Linked DNA regions of Mus musculus: region 2 is linked to region 1. The links are chromatin contacts, called in public HiChIP or PLAC-seq maps. All regions are on one chromosome and are shown on one strand. Each heading gives the region's core, a stretch centred on a gene start, on an enhancer-like site or on the middle of the called end of the contact. The rest is flanking DNA. Distances are from core to core; before and after follow the strand shown. Region 1 overlaps Cert1 (ceramide transporter 1). Region 2 overlaps Polk (polymerase (DNA directed), kappa).

Region 1 (4,729 bases), core at 1,418-3,917:
TTCAAACACATTCTGAGATTTCTTTTGTGGCTTTGTCTTTAACTCATAAGTGGTACCTTTGTAGATGACTGACAGTATCATGATGTCAAAAAGTTGGGCACTGTCTTAGGGTTTTACTGCTGTGATCAGACACCATGACCAAGGTAACTCTTATAAGGACATTTAATTGGGGCTGGTTTACAGGTTCAGAGGTTCAATCCATTATCATCAAGGCAGGCATGGTACAGGAGCTGCCGAGAGTTCTACATCCTCATCTGAAGGCTGCTAGGAGAATACTGGCTTCCAGGCAGCTAGGATGATGGTCTTAAAGCCCACACCCACAGTGACACACCTACTCCAACAGGGCCACACCTTCTAATAGGGCCATTCCCTGGGCTGAGCATATACAAACCATCACAGGCATCCAGGAAGGAAATACCTAAGGTCATCATGAAAACTTGGCAAAATGTTCACAGCATTCATCCTGGCAGTCACTTATTAGGTGTAACTCTACTTTTCAGGCAGTAAAAGAAACAGACAAATTCAACATTATGAAGATTGGCAGGTTTGCTGCATTAAAACACTTCATAGAGCAAAAAAGAACTTGTAGTTGGGAAAATGTTTTCATTTTCTAATAATACCCATTTTATACAGAGAATTTCTAAGACCTAACTACAATATTAAAAACAGTTCAGCAATGGACAAAGGACTTAATGATGATTTTAAGTAGTCTTGAAGGTCAGTGTGTAAGGAGACAAGCTTAGAGCCACAGTTGTAGTTACCACAGTTGAAAGGAGGGAGAAATGCTGTGCTGCTGGTTAACGCATACGGAGTTTCCGTTTCACACGATGAAGTGTCTGGAGTTTGTTGGTACAACAATGTGTGTGTGTGTGTGTGTGTGTATTGAATTGTGCACTTAAAAACATTCATCTTGATTCATATTTCAAAACAGGAATAAACCCACAAACACATGCTAGAGCAAAAGACTTATTTTATTGTATTACTGATATAAAATATTTAAGAGTAAATGAAAAGAGGTTAACATTCTATGCAGTTGTGTATCTGCTGTTAACAAGACCCTATTTAAGTACTGTGGGAAAGGTCAGATGGGAAATGCTGAGATCAACACTATGTAACAAGAAATAAAAGAAATAGATTGCTATTCTTCAGCCTGAGTACACAGGGGAGAAATTGTAGGAGGACAAAATCAAAGTGGTTAGAAACCTGTGCATCAGTCTGTCTCCCAGTCCCCTCGATGAGGATTTTTTTATTCTACCTGTGTAGAGCTTATGGATGGATGAGATACTCAAGGTGGACAAAAAATACTGGTCTTTAAGAGCTTTCGTTTCCTTCATTGACTTGACAGTAGCAATTTGTGACAGTACGTAAGTATGAAGCAGCAGCAGCAGGAGACCCTTGGGATTCTGAACTCTGTGCAGGCCTTGGGTATCAGAATCAGGGTATTACAGCACTTAGCTTGAGATCTGAGGGTCAGGGCCTGCACGGGCTTTTCTTTGTCCTTAGAGTATTTTACCAGCTCTGACTCTCCCTTACCCCTTCCCTTTTGTCTTTCCCTCATTGCCTCAACCCTTTCATTTCCTATTCTTTTCCTGCCCAGTTGCACCTCAGCTGTTGAACTGGTCCCTTGTCAGTCTGCCAGGACTTCCAATACTTTCCAAGCCTTTGTCTAAGAGTCTGGAGTCCATCACCAGGATACCTGGAGGAAATGTTAGAGATGGGCACATGAATCTGGAATTGAATCCCAGATCCTTTTCTAAGCAGTGTTGTGACTCTGAACACAGTGTATAAAGTCCAGTCATACAGTGAGGATAGCAAAGGAGTTAGGAACAACACTCACTGTCCAAAGGAGCCCTACCTCTTTGCCTTTACTGTTGCTTTTCCCATTGTATGATTTTCAGTGATGCTTTCTGGAGTAAATGTGTTAAAACATACTATTTAAAAAGATGTTTGGAGTTTTTTAATTATGTGAGGGTGGGGTATGGCATGTTAGTGCGGTGTCACTGAAAGCCAGAATAAGGTGTTTAGTTCCTGAAGTTGGAGTTAGGATGGTTGTTGACTACTGAAGCATCTGTCCAGCCACTCATATCCATTCTCTCTTAAGATACAGCATCTTGCTTCCTATAAGGTTTGTCTTCTTATAACATGGGTCCCAGACTGATGGATGTTGCAGTTCAGCTGCTTGGGCTTTTTAGAATTTCCATTTCAGAAAAAGTCCTATATTTTGATGTTAATATTTTTGTATTTTCTCTTTTCCCTTAATTTAAATCATGACTAGGTAATTTTTGACACCATATGGAAATGTTTGCCTTTTTCTTTGCTGTATTGCTTGATAGTGATCATTAATAGGAAAAATTATTTAAAGAAAATGCTTTACAATTTTAAATTCAATATTTAGTATATTTATATGCCACTTTTAGGGCTTAGATGATTTAATGATGCAAAATGATAGTTAAATTTATCTTCCATATAGTTAAACTATCAAACTGGCCTAGTAACTTTAAGATAAGTAAGTTTGTAGACAGTTCTACTATTTTATTAAGTTCATAGCTTTGAACTGTGTGATTTAATTATAATATTCTGAAATCTAAAAATCCCAAGCACATAGGATAAAGGAATTAGTCTAAAGGTTAAGATAGTTCTTTGACCAGTAGTAACCCCTGTCAGCTTTCCAGGCATACAATCTGAGTAGTATGCTAATGGCTCCCTCTACTGGACAGAAGAGCAGTTTCAGTTTGTTTGTTTTTTTAATTTTTTTGTTTGGAGGTTTTCGTTTTTGATTTGTTTTTGTCATTGTTTTTCTGTTTTCTTTTTGTAAGGATTGAATGTTTAAATATAATGTAGGCATAATCTCATTACTGTGATATTTAGAGAGAAACCATGTCTTATATATGATATTTGTAACTTGTAATGTATCCCTAGCCAGCTGTCATTTTAAACTCTGGCAAAGTTGAGAAAGAAGAGGTTTGTGTTGCAGGACAGTGAAAGGGGGACTTTTTTTTTTTTAACTGATTCACTTTACATTCCATTCACTGCCTGCCTCCTTGGCACCCCTTCCAACAATACTCACCCCCTTTCCCTTTTCCGAGCAGATAGGGCCCCCTAAGGATCACCCTACCCTGACACATCAAGTGTCTGCAAGGCTAGGCGCGTCCTCTCCCACTGAGGCCAGACAAGGCAGCCCAGCTCAAAGAACGTATCCCACAGACAGGCAACAGCTTTAGGGATAGCCTCTGCTCCAGTTGTTCAAGATCCACCCAAAGTCCAAGCTGCACATCTGCTACATATATGTGGGAGGCCTAGGTCCAGCCCATGTATGCTCTTTGGTTGGTGATTCAAACTCTGAGAGCCCCAAGGGTCCAGGTTAGTTGACTCTGTTGGGCTCCTGTGGAGTCCTGTCCCCTTTGGTCTGCCATCCTTCCCCTGCTCTTCCGTAAGAGATCCCAAGCTCCATCCACTGTTGGCTGTGGGTCTCTGCATCTGTCCAAGTCAGCCGCTGTGTGGAGCCTCTCAGAGCAGCCATGCTAGGCTCCTGCCTGCAGGCATAACAGTATCATTAATAGTGTTAGGGAGTGGTGCTTGCCCATGGGATGGGTCTTAAGTTGGGCTGGTTATTGGTTGGCCAGTCCCTCAGTCTCTGCTCATCCCCTGTGCCTATATTTCTTGTAGACAGGATAAATTTTGGGTTGAAATTTTTGTGGGTAGGTTGGTGTCTGTATTGCTCCACTGGGGTTCCTGCAAGGCTGCAGGAGGTAACCTCTTCAGGTTCCATAGCCCCAATGAGAGGGGGACTCTTTTTTTTTTCCTTTGTATTGAGTCTTTGTGAATTTCACACCATGTCCCCCAATTGCTCTCATCTCCCGGTCCCTCCATGTCCACCCTCTGCCTTGCAGCCTCCCCTGAAAGGGCTGGGAGGTGTCCTAAAGCAAATATTGGGAAAGGAAAGGAAAGGAAAGGAAAGGAAAGGAAAGGAAAGGCCTCCCTTTTGTAACTGGTTATATCTGGGTAGAACTGGGGATTTTCACAATACTCATAGGTAGGTGATTAAAGGTTGTGAGTTCAGCTTCTTTCCTGTGGGAGAATGAGAGAGATGGAAAGACCAGCATTCCTTTCAAGGATTAGCCCTAAAGCAGCACCAGTGAGCGGAACACTGTGTTGTTATAGTGACTGTAATTTCTCCCCATTTTCTTCTACCTCTACCATACTCTTCCCTCAAAAAAAAAAGCAGATATTTCAAATTCAAATTAATGTTGCTTTGATTGTTGTACGCAAAATTACTATTCATTTAGAATTTTTACTTGTCTAACAAAGGTTTTCTTTTCATATTGGCATCTTTGGTAGATTTGACTTGAAAGAAATAGAAAATCAATTTAGAGCACTATGTTTATGTATTAAAGTGGCTGTCTAGCTATTCCTTTAATATGTGACTGTTCTTGATATTTTATTCTACAGCTCTCATTTTTGTTAAAACTATTGCAATTAACAGATCTAGAACAACAAATCTTCATTATTTATATTGAGTAACAATGAAATTAGGATTTGTTCGTTTACTAGACTGATTTTCATAATTTATCATGGAATTTATTTTAGGGAAGTTATTAAAGACAAATACTCTAATCATAATGAACATCCATGTGTTATTCATGATTTAACATATATTACACCAGTATTGTAGTAGAATCTGGTTTTATCATGTCCTTGTCATAAGATGGTATTGCCTGTTTTAAGATAC
Region 2 (5,334 bases), core at 1,250-3,749, 97 kb before region 1:
CAATCCAAGGGGATATAGGATTTTGTTTTTGACAAAATTAATCCAAAGTATGCCACCATCTCTAAAATGATAAAACTTTATATTTCTTAACATTTCAACTGTATACTACATGATAGTCTAGAACCTGTTCAAAATAACAGACAACATTGAATCTGTATAAGGTACCACTCAATGTTCAAGGAAAAGGCGATAGAAAAGACCACAGTATTAATGATTCCTGCATGCTATATACATACAGTAGTTTTTTTCTAAGGTATAAATAGGTGTTCCATTTTTTAAAGTTCTAGGTTCAAATATTGGGTGAATTAAAATATTGGTGATATTCTAAAATCTCATTTAAAAATCATTACTTATTCAGTAATAATTTAAAAATCCTTAATTACAAAAGTAAAGAAGACATAGGATACAAAAATTCTGAAGCTATAAATAATAAAATATGCCATTTCTGGAACCTAGTGTGAAAAATTTATCATTTTAGAGATGGTAAAGTACTTTGGTTCAATTCTGCCAAAACCGAAATTCTAACTCCCTTTGGAGTTCACACCCACTCATCCGGCAGCGACTGGACTGGAGGGTGAGACAGAAGAGGTAAGGCTGCAGGCGCTCCTGCAAGGGCTCCTTTATGTCCTCTCTCCTATGGAGGATGAACTAAAGTCTGCCACCTCTTGCTTACCCTCTGCTCTCCCGCAGCAGAGCTTCCTAAACACTGCTTTCAGGGTCTACAGGAAGTTTCAAGTGCACATCCAACCCCAAGCAAAGTGTTCACATGCTACCTATGGTTTCACAGCTCTTCAGCAACGACAGTTACGATCAGCCAGTGGTTCTCGACCTTCCTAATGGTGTGACCCTTTAAAACAGCTCCATATGCCGTGGTGAACCCCAAACATACGCTACTTTTATGACTCATAAATATGTGATATGCAGGCTATCTGTTCTGTGACTCCCAAAGGGGTTGAGAACCGCTGGGACTCTAGCTCCTCTGTAGAATTCGGAATATACACACAAATGATAGCCTTTCTACACGACTTTACCTTTCTAATAGGCAGGTCCTTGATGAAGTCCATCACCGCGCTCCTGCTGGGAAGGATCTGGTACTGTCCGTTTGGCTTATTCTTATCACTGCACACTTTTGCTAACATTGTATTGGGGGCGATGCCTTAAAAAGAAGAGCACTCCACTCACTCCAAAAAGCAGCTACACAGAGTTAATTATGTGACAAGGACATGCAAATGCTCGGGAATGACACTTAAACTGACAATCTCCCCAGGGCTTTTTGAGGTTTAGGGAAAGGGAATAGATTAGCTATGGCAGCAGGTGACTTGAGAAATAGTTCAACCCTCACATCTTAGAATCCAGGAGTAACTTCTGAACCAAGTAATATGAAGTATCATTACTTATGACTGTCCTAGGAATAAAGAATTATTTTAGCTGATTCTTATTTACTTCTCAGAAAAGGTCTAGAATATAGTTTATGGTAGATGCTTAATTTTTAAAGTTTTTCAAGTACTCTGACTTATATTAAAAGCAACAACAATATAAAACCTTTAATCTTTAATGCTACAAAACAAACGACCACACCTGATGTTTTACAGTTCTAGGAGTCTTATCAAGTCAATTTACAGCAGGTGGATCTAAATACATTCATTCATTAATAGCTTATTTTGGTTTTTATAGATATTTTCTTAAAGCTGATTATGCTTTGCAATAAAAAAAAACCACTAATCCAATCACACATGTCTTTAAGATCATGCAGAGGCTTTGTGACAAATGGTGCGACCATTATCAGCCCCTATGCTAAGACTCCCGAGATGCCCCTAGGGGTTGTGGATACACGTAAACTGGGGGACTCTGTTGGCTTTCTTTCCTTTTTAAAAGTTTTCTTTTTTCTTTTTTTTTCTTCTTCACCAGATGGTCTTAGGTTGCTACAAGTTGATCTTTTTCTTGGTTGAAGCGAGGGGAGGTTCACCAACCTGTATTTATGCTAGGCTGTCTCCTCCAAAGCCATCTAGGGCAAGTGCCAATCAAATATGCTGTGCAAATCCAACGAAAATATATTTTGCACTTAAGGATCACTATTCTAGACCTGTGATAGCTTTTGTGCTTGATTACAGCTTACCTGGAGGTTTAGCTGGCCTCAGTAGGTTCAAGTTACTAGCAGCCAAATCCAATGTCATCATCGCTGTACAATGAGCAACAGCTAGTGTTAATATCCCTTTAAATAAATACCTGCGCTGGCTGTCAGCGTTGTTTTTTGTTCAATTCTGAAGCGAATTTCCTTTACCACTTCCTCAGCTGATGTTCCAAAAACAACTGAATTTTGGGCTATTTGAGGATTGTTTTGTTCTTCAGAGTTCAGTTGGAAAGGACTTCCTTGGGGTTGCAAATCAGGAGGACTATCTTCAAAAAGCAGCGGGGAGATGGACCGCTCATACTCAGTCAGCTCGTTAGCTTCCTGTCTGGGTGTGTCTGGATCACAAACAGGAACGGCAAGGCAACTTCATTTTAAGGAACACACACGTCTTAAGCTAGGTTTCGCTCCATCTTTTCATTTTCTCAATGCTCCTCCTGCATGTCCCAATCCAATGTGCAATTACTTTTTTTCTCTCTCCCCCTCTTCTCACCTTTCTGTGTGTGCACACTTGTCTGTCGGTTGAGACAGTCTATTAGCCCACACTGGCCTCAGTCCACCATGGAGCCCACACTGGCCTCAGTCCACCATGGAGCCCACACTGGCCTCAGTCCACCATGGAGCCCACACTGGCCCACACTGGCCTTGAACTCCTGATGGTGGTTGCCCAGGCCTTGTACGCGTGGGATTACAGGCACCAGTGCCCACCTTCCCCTACCACTGAGAACAAGCAGTTCAGCTTTCTCCCTGGGAAACATGATAAGAAACGCTATCATTTATTTTTTTGTAGCTATTTAATAAAGACAATGCGGTCTGGCTTTCCTTAAAAAGAGCAGCATCCATTTCTTTAGTGTATGTTTTAAAGGAAATATTTTAGTTAAAACTCATTAACTTACAACATCTATTGTGTTTTATTTAAGAAAGGAAATATTTTTCACTTTATTTTTCTATAAGGACAAAAAGAACAAAAAGAACCTTCTTAAGTTAGATTAGGAATGAGGAGGAAAGGCATTAAACAGTAGGAATAATTACAACCAAAATTACACTTTGCTTTGGAAGAGGAAAAAAAAAAAACCTCCTTATTCATAGAAGAAACTTCAAAAATATTAAAATATTCTGAAATGTTTCTTTTCAAATGTTGATTCCACTTTTAACTTGTTTGTTAACAAAATATTACTTTCATTGAGCTTGCCTTTGCTATAAATGAAATTACTTCTGAAAGCAGAACTTTTTTTTAATTAGATATTTTCTTCATTTACATTTCAAATGCTATCCTCACAAGCCCCCTATACCCTCCCCCAACCCATCCACTACCGCTTCCTGGCCCTGGCATTCCTCTGTACTGGGGCATATGATCTTCGAAAGACCAAGGGGCCTCTTCTCCCATTGATGCCCAACTAGGCCATCCTCTGCTACATATGCACTAGAGACAAGAGCTCGGGGGAGGGGGGGTACTGGTTAGTTCATAATGTTGTTCCACCTATAGGGCTGCAGATCCCTTCAGCTCCTTGGGTACTTTCTCTAGCTCCTCCATTGGGGGCCCTGTGTTCCATCTAATAGCTGACTGTGAGCATCCACTTCTGTATTTGCAAGGTACTGGCATAGCCTCACAAGAGAGAGCTAAATCAGGGTCCTTTCAGCAAAATGAAAGCAGAACTTCTTTACATAAATTCTTAGAGTCTGATCCAACTAATGAAGGCCCAGATTTAAAGCAGAAAGTGTAATCATTAACACACTGGAGAGTGGTACTGTTAGGACGTAGAGGAGTTGGGCACACTGGTGTGTGCCTGGGATCCCAAGACCCAGTACATGGGAGGGTGAGACAGGAGGATGACAATACCAAAAATAGTCACATGAATAATTCCACTAAAAACTGTTCTCTAAGCTTAATATAAGATAAAAACAATTTAAATATATTTATAGGATTAACAACAGTTTTCTGATCCCATATCATAACACATATATTTCCCAAATCAAGGTAAATACAGAAGCAACAATTATATTCTTTTTTATTTTTTTTTAAAGCTAGGTTATCCTCACATTAACTATGCAGCCTGTCCAGGTTGGTCTTGAACACCAAATTCTATTGCTTCAGCCTTCAGAGTGCTGAGATTATAGGTATAGGAGCTTAATTTTCTTAAATTAAATTTCCAGACACAGTTGAAGGTATTTTCCTTGAAAAATGACCTTGGTCTTTAGAAAATGTTTAAAGAAGGCTGGGTGGTGGCACACATCTTTAAGCCCAACCCTGGGGAAGCAGAGGCAGTCAGGTTTCTGTGAGTTCCAGGACAGCCAGAGCTCTTTTTAAAAGGAAGAAAGAAAGAGAGAAAGAAAAGAGAGAAAGAAAGAAAGAAAGAAAGAAAGAAAGAAAGAATAAAGAAAGAGAAGGAAGGAAGTAAGGAAGGAAGGAAGAAAGAAAGAGAGAGAGGGAGAGAGAAAAATGTTTACAGATATGTAAATAATATAACAGTATACTTGATTAGTTGCAATCTTTAATTATGGTGTATGAGTTGCTTTACAGATAGAAACCTCAACTCTGAATCTGCAGGCCACACACAGTACAACCTGTTCTCACCACATCTGTGCTTCAGGCCATTTCCATGTTCACATTCTGATTTTTAAACTTTAGGGCAACTTGGGAGGAGTAAGAGGATGGGACAGCTGACATGAGGGCTACCCAGACGCCCTTTCTTCCAGTCGGCTGCACAGAAGTCAAGGTAAAGGGCTACAGACAGAATGCAGGCCAGTCTATCATCCTGACCCGGCTCCTGAGCCCCCTTCGGAGTTGTGTCTCGCCCTGGCGCCCTCTACTCCCGGAAGCCAAGATGCTGCCTCTGGTGCATCGTCAGAGCTGCTGCAGCAACACAGCATCTTTTCAACCCCAGCTGTACTTGACCTCTGTGTGGCCTGGCTGTGTAACCGGCTGCTGAATGAAACTCCTTCACACTCTCCCTGACTGAAGCAAGCAGAGCAACAGAGCCAGACTAGAGTGCTCCATGTGGACCGCAAGCACTCAAGTGCTAGCGTTCGAATCTCCAACACAGCACAACACTTGCCAGCTAGATTTGTATGGCAAAGCAGACATAAAACAATGCTTAATATTCTATTTGCAAATAAGGACAATAGTTCACTACCTATTTCTAGAGACAAAGAATCTTGAAAGATCCACCAATCACCTGCCCACTTGCAAACCCCGAAAATACAAG

The links. HiChIP or PLAC-seq counts read pairs in DNA pulled down with a chosen protein or histone mark.
Region 2: a contact with region 1 is called in an H3K4me3 HiChIP or PLAC-seq map of bone marrow-derived macrophages, with 2.5 times the contacts expected there. The contact joins two enhancer-like sites. A contact is called at or near these places in 11 of 39 promoter capture datasets (the 3T3-L1 cell line, 3T3-L1-derived adipocytes, the HPC-7 cell line and 6 more), 14 of 484 Hi-C or Micro-C datasets (the AML12 cell line, CD8 T cells, ECoMG-derived neutrophils and 7 more), 2 of 115 datasets of contacts at active chromatin or transcription factors (bone marrow-derived macrophages and kidney) and 2 of 9 other capture datasets (adipose tissue and liver).

What each region holds. Positions count from the first base shown.
Region 1 is chr13:96,591,139-96,595,867 of GRCm38.p6, forward strand. All of the region lies in intron 3 of Cert1 (ceramide transporter 1), which reads left to right. Among named protein-coding and RNA genes, the nearest start is that of Gm46436, 21 kb to the left of the region's middle. Within about 2 kb of position 2,668, at least 33 of the 459 cell types and tissues checked have an H3K27ac peak or open chromatin away from gene starts, as enhancers often do. A contact at or near this core is called in bone marrow-derived macrophages, where this site is marked.
Region 2 is chr13:96,494,377-96,499,710 of GRCm38.p6, forward strand. It overlaps Polk (polymerase (DNA directed), kappa), which reads right to left. Exons shown (of 15, transcript NM_012048.3): 7 at 2,227-2,466; 8 at 1,032-1,156. Among named protein-coding and RNA genes, the nearest start is that of Ankdd1b, 26 kb to the left of the region's middle. Within about 2 kb of position 2,500, at least 10 of the 459 cell types and tissues checked have an H3K27ac peak or open chromatin away from gene starts, as enhancers often do. A contact at or near this core is called in bone marrow-derived macrophages, where this site is marked.